2 separate regions of the Danio rerio genome follow, and region 1 is linked to region 2. Evidence: chromatin contacts called from public Hi-C data. All regions are on one chromosome and are shown on one strand. Each heading gives the region's core, a stretch centred on a gene start, on an enhancer-like site or on the middle of the called end of the contact. The rest is flanking DNA. Distances are from core to core; before and after follow the strand shown.

What was found. A called contact is a pair of places that touch in the nucleus more often than the background predicts.
Region 1: a Hi-C map of embryo shows a contact between it and region 2, with 2.4 times the contacts expected there. The contact joins the promoter of lto1 here to the enhancer-like site in region 2. A contact is called at or near these places in 2 of 18 Hi-C or Micro-C datasets (both in embryo) and 2 of 4 datasets of contacts at active chromatin or transcription factors (caudal fin and embryo).

What each region holds. Positions count from the first base shown.
Region 1 is chr7:69,606,968-69,611,771 of GRCz12tu, reverse strand. lto1 (LTO1 maturation factor of ABCE1) reads right to left here and starts at 3,064. Exons shown (of 5, transcript NM_001083552.1): 1 at 2,958-3,064; 2 at 2,699-2,804; 3 at 63-133. The coding sequence starts at 3,016. It also overlaps a transcript of ano1a not described here.
Region 2 is chr7:69,491,642-69,496,136 of GRCz12tu, reverse strand. It overlaps a transcript of ano1a not described here. Among named protein-coding and RNA genes, the nearest start is that of zgc:153993, 63 kb to the right of the region's middle. Within about 2 kb of position 1,501, at least 11 of the 62 cell types and tissues checked have an H3K27ac peak or open chromatin away from gene starts, as enhancers often do.

The DNA of each region.
Region 1 (4,804 bases), core at 1,815-4,314, 110 kb before region 2:
AAAACAACCTGACTTTCAGCAGCTGACAAATATGTGAAGCATTTGTATGTTAAAGAACATACCTTGCTTTAACATCAGTGCTACTTTGAAGGAGACATTTCCATGCGAGTGCAAATCCATAGTAAAATGAAACCTGAAAAACAGGTGAAAAGAAGGTCATGTTTTGCATGCATTTATCTATACATAGTTTCAGTAGCTCACTATGTCAATACCATTCATAAAGACAATAATATTAACCATCCCTTTAATAACAAATTGTTTCAAGAAATTTTAAACGGCTTAGTACATATCTAGGCCTCTTAAAATTTTTTTTTTGTTTTACGATAAACTGCAACAAAATATATTGTGATAAATGATATTATTGTCAGTTTAAGAACATTTTATGCCACTCGTTATATAATGCCAGAATGACATATGACTGTGTGAGGGTTTTAAAAACGTTCAGGTATAAGAAAATGTGCCGTTTGTAACACTGAAAAATGAATAATGATTAATTTTATGCAATTGTTTATAGAACTTAGACTATGCAGTGTTATTTTACACTTGATTATAATAGATTTGGCGACACGGTGGCACAATAGGTAGTGCTGTCGCCTCAAAGCAAGAAGGTCGCTGGTTTGTCAGTTGTCGTTTCTGTGTAGAGTTTGCATGTTCTCCCTGTATTGGTGTGGGTTTCCTCCAGATGCTCCAGTTTCATGTGCTAAATCTCAAGTGGGTGAGCTAAAATTGGCCATGTATGTATGTGAATGCAAGAGTGTATGGATGTTTTCCAGTTCTGAGTTGCGGCTGGAAGGGCATCCGCTGCGTAAAACTTATGCAGGATAAATTGGCGATTCAGTCTGCTGTGGTGACCCCTGATTAAAAAAAAGAGACTAAGCCAAAGGGAAATGAATGAATAATATACATTTCGATTACAATAAAACGCTAAAATGTATTTACTTAGCACATTTTTTTTATGAATTAATTTGTCTATGCTTGTAGATTGTTTATTATATTCTATGAACTCCCCTTCAGAAGCATCCCTAAATAACACACATCGCAAACATTTATTCAGCTTATGTGGTAAAATTGTAGCCATATGGAAATATATAATCACAGAATAAAAACAAAAATTGCAATGTGTAATTTTTCCAATACCGTGCTTCCCTAATTTTATACACACACACACACACACACACACACACACACACACACACACACACACACACACACACACACACACACACACACACACACACACACACACACACACACTCTATCTCCAGCCACTTTATTAGGTACACCTGTTCAACTGCTCCTTAATTCAAATTTCTAATCAGTCCATCGCATGGCAGCGACTCAATGCATTTAGGCATGTAGACATGGTCAAGACAATGTGCTGCAGTTCAAACCGAGCATCAGAATGAGGAAGAAAAAGGATTTAAGTGACTTTGAATGTGGCATGGTTGTTGGTGCCAGATGGGCTTGACTGAGTATTTCAGAAACTGCTGATCTACTGAGATTTTCCCGCACAACCATCTCTAGGGATTACTGAGAATGGTCCGAAAAGAAAAATAAATAAAAAATCCAGTGTGAGGCACTTCTGTGGGTGCCAATGCCTTGTTGATGCCAGAGGTCAGAGGAGAATGGCTAGATAGAAAGGTAACAGTAACTCAAATAACCGCTCGTTACAAATGAGGTATGCAGAAGAGCATCTCTGAATGCACAACACATCAAACCTTGAGGCAGATGTGCTACAGCAGCAGAAGACCACAGCGGGTGCCATCATCTCAGACTGGTTTCTTGAACATGACAATGAGTTCACTGTACTAAAATAGCCTCCACAGTGACCAGATCTCAATCCAATAGAGCACCTTTGTGATATGGTTAAAGGGGAAATTCGCATCATGGATGTGCAGCCGACAATAAGTAAGAGATGAGAGAAAGTCTCCATTTCAAGGTCTGTATTGTCTATGGACAATGTTGTGAAGTAATTTTCCATTGCTGTTGCTTGTGGTATAATAACACTGGACTTATCCTGGTCAGACGAAGTATGAGCATGCACTGAAACACATGCAGCTTTTTATTATCATCACTTCGTCTCCTGCATCTGCTCTTCTCTTGCTTCCTCCTATATTGATAGTAGACTGTTAATTCAGTTGAATATTGGTTAACAGTTTGGGTATTGCTCTGCTGACTTGTTGTCCAAATACCTGGAGAAACTGACATTTCCTGACAAGATCAAGCATCCAGGACTGGATCGTATTTATCTGGCGTGGAGACTGTGGTCTAACACCTTTAACCATTGACTTCCATAGTACGAAAAACGAATACCATGGAGGTCAATGGTTATGTTTTCAGCTTTCATCAAAGTATCTTCTGTTTGTTCCATTTTGGGTGAACTGTCCCTTTACTAATAATGCTTTTCAAGATATGTTGAACTGATTAATTAAGATTGTACAATGCTTGGACAATGCTTGTGTTGTCTCATTGTAAATCACACAAAGTCATTGTGAAAACACAACAGCAAACCCCCTGGCACTGCTTTTCCAGAAGGCTACAGCATTATTCAGAACTTATTCAGTACAATGAACTTAATGCAATAGCTTTACCTACTAAAATACACGAAAGGAATGTATTGATTACGTCCATGTAGGAAAACAAATGGTGATATTCCTTTAATCCAAACCAAGTGAATCTGACATTATGTGTATTTCACCTCTGCACTGAGTTTGGCTCCATGCAGCCGCCCGTGATTTCTACCCTCGATGGTCCCCTGTCGAACTCCCTCGTCAAAGCCCTCCTGATAACCTTCAACATGAAACCTAAAAGAGAAAAGCATATTTATGAGCCTAAATGTAAATTAATAACAGCTAAGGACACTGAACTAACTTAAACACACACTTACACACTGGACTACATTGATGAACACTAACTTCGTGACGCAACAGTTTGTGCGTGACTTTAGTTAACGTTACCTGTCATCGGCCATGATGATGGAGTCAAACAAATCATCATTATTGGGCTCAAATGCCATTTTTACATTAAAATAGCTTGCTTTCCTGATCAGAAGAGTTTACGGGTGGTCTTCCGGAATCGTTCTTCTTCGGTCCTAGCCGAATGTTAACACCGATGGGACTGAACCAACGCGCCGTCTACTGGAAGGAAAGCTAAAGGTTTGCATCACTAACTGTGTGTATTTCTGATCAGATCTTGAAATAAGTTGGATATCCGGTTGTTTGTACTGAAAGAAAGACGTCAGTCGGTAACAATAATATTTAAAGATTTACCGGTTTGCATTTTTAGATCTGCACTGAAGAGTGAAGACCAAATACGTATTTTCAGGTGTCAAATACGGTAAGCTATCATTTACTTATTCTCACAATTTTTATTGTGAATATATCGCTATTTTGTCTTTTCATGGAATATACTGTTCGTGTTTTCAAACGAAGGCTTATTTTGGAGATATGCTAGCATGCTAGCACGTTTACATGCGGTCCTACACTAATAAAACATTACTACTTCGACCATAATAATAATATCGTTAAAAACTCAATAACTACAATAAGTATACATTAAAATGTCTAAAACAATCAATAATATAAGATGTATTAGTATATTTCACCTAAATGTAAGCCTAATATCTAATTTCGACAGTGAATTGAGGAGTATGATAATGTCTTGTTTTTTGTTTTTGTTTTCTGACCAAACACATTACTGTAATTTATATGGCATTATTTACAGAATGTATTTATTTAATAAAATGTCCTTCAGTATAACCGTAGTTCATATAACAAGAACTTGTCAGTCATATTTAGATCAATAAACATTTGATGAAGTGTTTAGACCAGAGATGCCCAAAGTTGGCCCATGGTAACCTTTGATTTGGCACACTATCACATATCAGCCTTATGCCATCTGAGAAGTGAGGGAGAACGATGACAAGGTGGTTGTTTTTTTTAATTTTATTTTTTTATTGCTGAGATACAAAAAAAAAAAAAAAAAAAAACAGTCAACGGAAAGTAAATGATTCAATTAAATGTTTTAAATAAATCAGACTTCTAAAATGTAAATACTGTCACTCGACAGATAGAGGTAGGTAAATAAAGGTAAAGGCAGGAGCAGCTCTGAGCAGTGTATTCAGTATTGAACTCCATTATGTTATAAATGGGATTGTTTATGATTTTACTGTAATAAGTTCATTATAACATCTTAAAATTAAACTAGAGTAGTTAATTTGATTTAAAGTAACATTTTCTAGTTTTTATTAAACATTAAATAAATTAGAAAATTACCCATGGCAAATTTAATGTATACGCTTTAGTATCCAGTTGAATTATTAGCCCCCCTTTGAATGTTTTTTCTTTTTCAAATATTTCCCAAATGATGTTTAACAGAGCAAGGAAATTTTCACAGTATGTCTGATAATATTTTTTCTTCTGGAGAAAGTCTTATTTGTTTTATTTCAGCTAGAATAAAAACAGTGTTTAATAATAAAAAAAAACATTTTTATGTCAAAATTATTAGCCCCTTTTAGCTATTTTTTTCATTATTCTACAGAACAAATCATCGTTATACAATGACTTCCCTAATTACCCTAACCTGCCTAGTTAACCTAATTTACCTAGTTAAGCCTTTAAATGTCACGTTAAGCTGTATTGAAGTCTTGAAACATATCTAGTAAAATATTATTTTCTGTCATCATGGCAGGATAATCAATTATTAGAAATGAGTTACTAAAACAATTTTATTTAGAATTGTGTTGAAAAAAAAATCTTCTCTCCGTTAAACAGAAATTGGGGGAAAAAAAAACTGGGGGCTAATA
Region 2 (4,495 bases), core at 252-2,751:
TTTCATTATGTGATTAAGGGGCCTGCCTTGATCCCTCTCCAATTGAGTTGTCTCTTTCATTCTGGAAGCCTAATTGGAGTCAGAGTGATTTAAGCAGTTTTAACAAGGTCACAATTTAACGTTGGAGATTTGCGTTGGTATAGAAGGACATAAGGGCGCAAGCTGTTCAAAGACCTGGGTATGAATTTCTGGTAAAGCATTTTTCCTCTATACGAGACCAATCCCCCGATCATTAATCTGGTTTCTTGTAAGTGAAATAACGCTGCTTTTAACTGCATTTTCCTAATTGTAAGCAGACATTTTATGAGAGAGTAGTGACAGATGCAGTGGAATGAGTTGCCGCTCAACTATGCACATTGCATTGTTGCATGGAGCATGATGGCGAATCATAATTACGGTCAGAGAACAGTCATCAGCATGACATTGAAGAAAATTTATGGGAACAGGCAGATATTCCTCCAAAAAATTGATTCTAACAACGGTGAGTTGCAATAGGCTGGCATTAACAAAACTTTATGCAAGTCCTCGCAGACTAGACTAATCCCAGTCACCCTTTATTTGGGGCGGGAGCGACAAATCTCAGTGGGCGTCTAGAGCAGAGGTGGCCAACTCCTGCCTCTTCTGATTAAAAAATGTTGTCATTAAGAATAAACAGGCCACCTCAGAAAGGACTCTCTAATTGTTATTATCTTTCAATGGGGCCATTAAAGCGGGAGCAATCAAAGGGGTCAGGCGCCGGCGGAATGCAAGGTGCTCACATCAATGCGAGTCCGCTCAGCGCCTGTAGAGGTGGGTGCAAAAGGGGCACCCTATGATGTCACTCAGCCCCCAGCAAGCTTTCTCATGGGAAAAGTAACACTTCGCTCGGCCCGCCATAAAAGAGGAGAACGAGCCATAACAGTAACAAGTGCAACCGGTGTGGCCGTTTGATGTGAACATGTTATCTGTCCCCTTGGCTTTTTTGTTTTCTATTCAGAGCATAAACGTGATCATTGAAGTGGTCTGCTCCATCTTCTCCAGGCACAAAAGTCTTTCACTAATTGCTGCCACATCAAATAAGTAGGAACAAGAACGAATGGGAGCCTCGGGAAGAAAAAAAAAAAAAAAAGAAGAAGCAGAATGTTCCTTAAAGCTGGTTGGACTTTTTTGTGTGATCTCCCATCAAAGATTGCGCTGGCTGGTTCGAGGAGGTGGTGGAGGGCAGCCGAAGGGTAGGGGGTGGTTATCGCACAGGAAAGACCTCTTCACAGATTAGTTCTGCATCGGCAGCCATTTGCTATTCGATTTGGGAGCAACCAATCCAGTGGCTGCCCTCTCATTGTCTTCTTGCGACGAGCAGGAACAGTGGCCTGCGAGCCGGGGAACAAAAGCTTGGACCAATGGAACCCCGTGTGTTTTCAAAGTGTAACTCCTCTCCTTGCCGTCACGGCCCAGTGATATGAGTGTCTTGGGGCCCTGGCCCGCACCACACAGAGCAAGAAAAAGCTGTCAATTCAGGGGCCCTTTCAAAGGCACATCACTTTTGTGCAAACAGGCCCTGAAAGTCACAGTCCATATACTTCCCAAAGCATGCTCCCAGTTAAAGAGCCATTGACTATCTTTGGATCAAATGTGATTTGTCTCGACCCCACCGCCCCCCTCCCTCCTCACCCACCACCTCCTTCTCCTTCTCTTTTTGACCCTCGGCATTCTTGTTTCCCAATTGTGTCGTCTTTGTTGAAGTTCTGTTGGAAGTGGAGATTGATGGGGGAAGGGGAGAAGGAGCCATCTCGGCCCAGGAAACTGCCCTCGATCACCATTATGGATCTCTCATTGGATCTTGTCAAGGTCACGACCTGCCGGTATGAACAGGCGGCCATGGAGTGCCACCATGCCGGCGGGTTAGAAGGCTGTTGCTTTGAAAGTCGGAAGATAAGCATATCTGATGAACTCCAATCCTTCAGCACTACTCGTATTATATCAGAGCGCCATGCATCGTTGTCACTCACAGATAAGTAAGCTGTCGGGTTGCACGGACAAGAGCTGTACGTGTGCAGAAGGGCGATGCAAGTTACTTCTTGGGAACTGAACCCGAACCACGTTAGTGATCAAAACAAGTCACAACTGATAAAGGTTGTCTCAGATGACCACGTCAGATCTGCGTATGTTCTCAGAAAGGTGAAAAGTGCAGGTCCAGTAGCTGTTACAATGATCAGAGGGCCACCGCCTGCCACTCAGACATGATGATACACTGTTAGCCTGAGCAAGAGGCCGGGTGCACTGTTTTTTTTTTCCCCCATTGAACTTCAGTCTCTAAATATAAACAAGGTAAATATTCCACTGATGTGGCCCAGCGCTGAAATCTCTTGACTGCTGTTATGACTAACATGTGAGGGAGTGAGCAAATATAACATTAACACATTACTTGTGAAATTCCCTTTTTGTGCTCCTGAATATAAAATCACAATCATCGTTACCTTCTACTGTTTCATTCCTCTGAAGACTGTGAATCTAGTTTGCTTACTTCGCTACAGCCTGTGTTGCATCTAGATAGTGTTGGGACAAAGAGGAATGTGATTACAGTAGTATATTACTTTTTGCTATTTATTGTAACATCATTATTTATTAAAATCTCAGTAATGCAAGTTACTAAAGAATCTAAGGTACTGAAGAATGTAATTTTTGAGGGGTATACCCTAAGATACCATGGGTTTCCTCCAGATGCTCCAGTTTCCCCCACAATCTAAAGACATGCAGTACAGGTGAATTGAATCAACTAAATTGTCTGTAGTGTATGAGTGTGTGTGTGTGTGTGTGTGTGTGTGTGTGGATGTGTGAGTGTATCGGTGTTTCCCTGTACTGGGTTGTGTCTGGAAGGGCATCCACTGTGTAAAACATATGCTGGAATAGTTGGCGATTCATTCGGCTGTGACAACCCTTGATAAACAAGGGGCTAAGCCGAAGGTAAATTATGCCTCGTTTCCACGAAGTATGGTATGGTACGAAGTATGGTATTGAAATATGGTGTGATTCGGTACAGGTCACCTATATCAGGCTTGTGTATCCCCTGCCAAGGGTACCAATGGTACCCTTTCGGCAGGTGTGGTATACAACAGAAAGTTTCAGTCGACGTCATTCTTGTTCGAGGAAATGTAAATGTAAAGCTGTAAGGGTTGTTTACATATCATGCAAGAAGCACTTCTCATAAAACACAAATACAAACAAATACTTTAAATGTTCATTACTAACCTTTCAAACTTGATTATAAATGTAGATCAATGAATCACGCGCATGTTATTATCATCAGCTCAACTTTGGTTTTTCAAATATAGACGCACGGCAAGCGTTCGTGAGATCTCTCAAGAAAGCCACTCGCGTTTTTAGACGGCCTCGTAAACAACAGCACAGGGTAGATTCTGCTCGTCTTCTTGGCTTTGTGGCAGTTCATCAAGACAACGACAAGGTTTGTTTAAGCTCGGGTCGACCATGACTTTTTATTATATGTATATAGTATCACGGTGTAATGTTTTGGCTTTGTATTTAAAAATGGTGCTTCCTTTGTTTTAATTCTCCTGGCTTATGCATGCGCTAGTGACGTTTCTCTGTAAACCAATAGCGATCAGTACGTCTAGCTCTGACTTTTGGTATCCTTTTGTTGTGCTAGGTACCCTTTGGAAAGGGTACCCAAAAAAATGGTATGGTACGGTTCGCTTTTTGGTACCTTTTGACAGTATAAACGGCCATAAAAGCGTACCAAATTGTACCATATCATACAATACCATATCATTAATGAATGAATAAAGCAAAATATTAATGCTGCAGCACCAGAAAAATTATTTGCAGGTAAAATAGTATGTATTTGTATTATATTTACCAGAGTTCGATGTATCGTATCATCCCTGTCAGCAAAATCCCTATCAAAACCAGGGATGACAAGTTAAACTAAAGTATATAGTTCAAATAGGCAGCAATTTACAGTAAGTCATGTCTGTACTAAGATTTGCCACCTTTGGAAAGTTTAGGATGCTAAGTATAGAAGCATATTCATTCATTGTTTGTCATAATTTTATTTAATATTGTAGAAAATAGGATTACGCTTAATAGACAATAAACCTTGTCACACATGAGGACTGTAGTCTATGGCCTACTACATGACAAATCCAGTCTTGAAAGAAATGATTGAGAAATCATATTTGTGAGAACTAATGTTAAAGTCTGATAATGTTCCATTCAAATAATCTTATATTTACATATTTCAGAGGCTGCATCCAAAACCGCATACTTCTATACTATATAGTATGATAAAATCAGTATGCGAGACGAGTTGTTTGTCTAAATTTATAGAATTCGAAAATCTGTGTGTAAGAAGTACCTGGATGACCTACTACTTCCAGCGAGATTCTGAAGTGTGTGTCACATAGACGCTACACTATCACATGATGCCCCACGAGATAATTTACGAACGAGACTGACGCGAGTAGGTCACGTGATCATGACAAAATGGCAGATGTAGTAC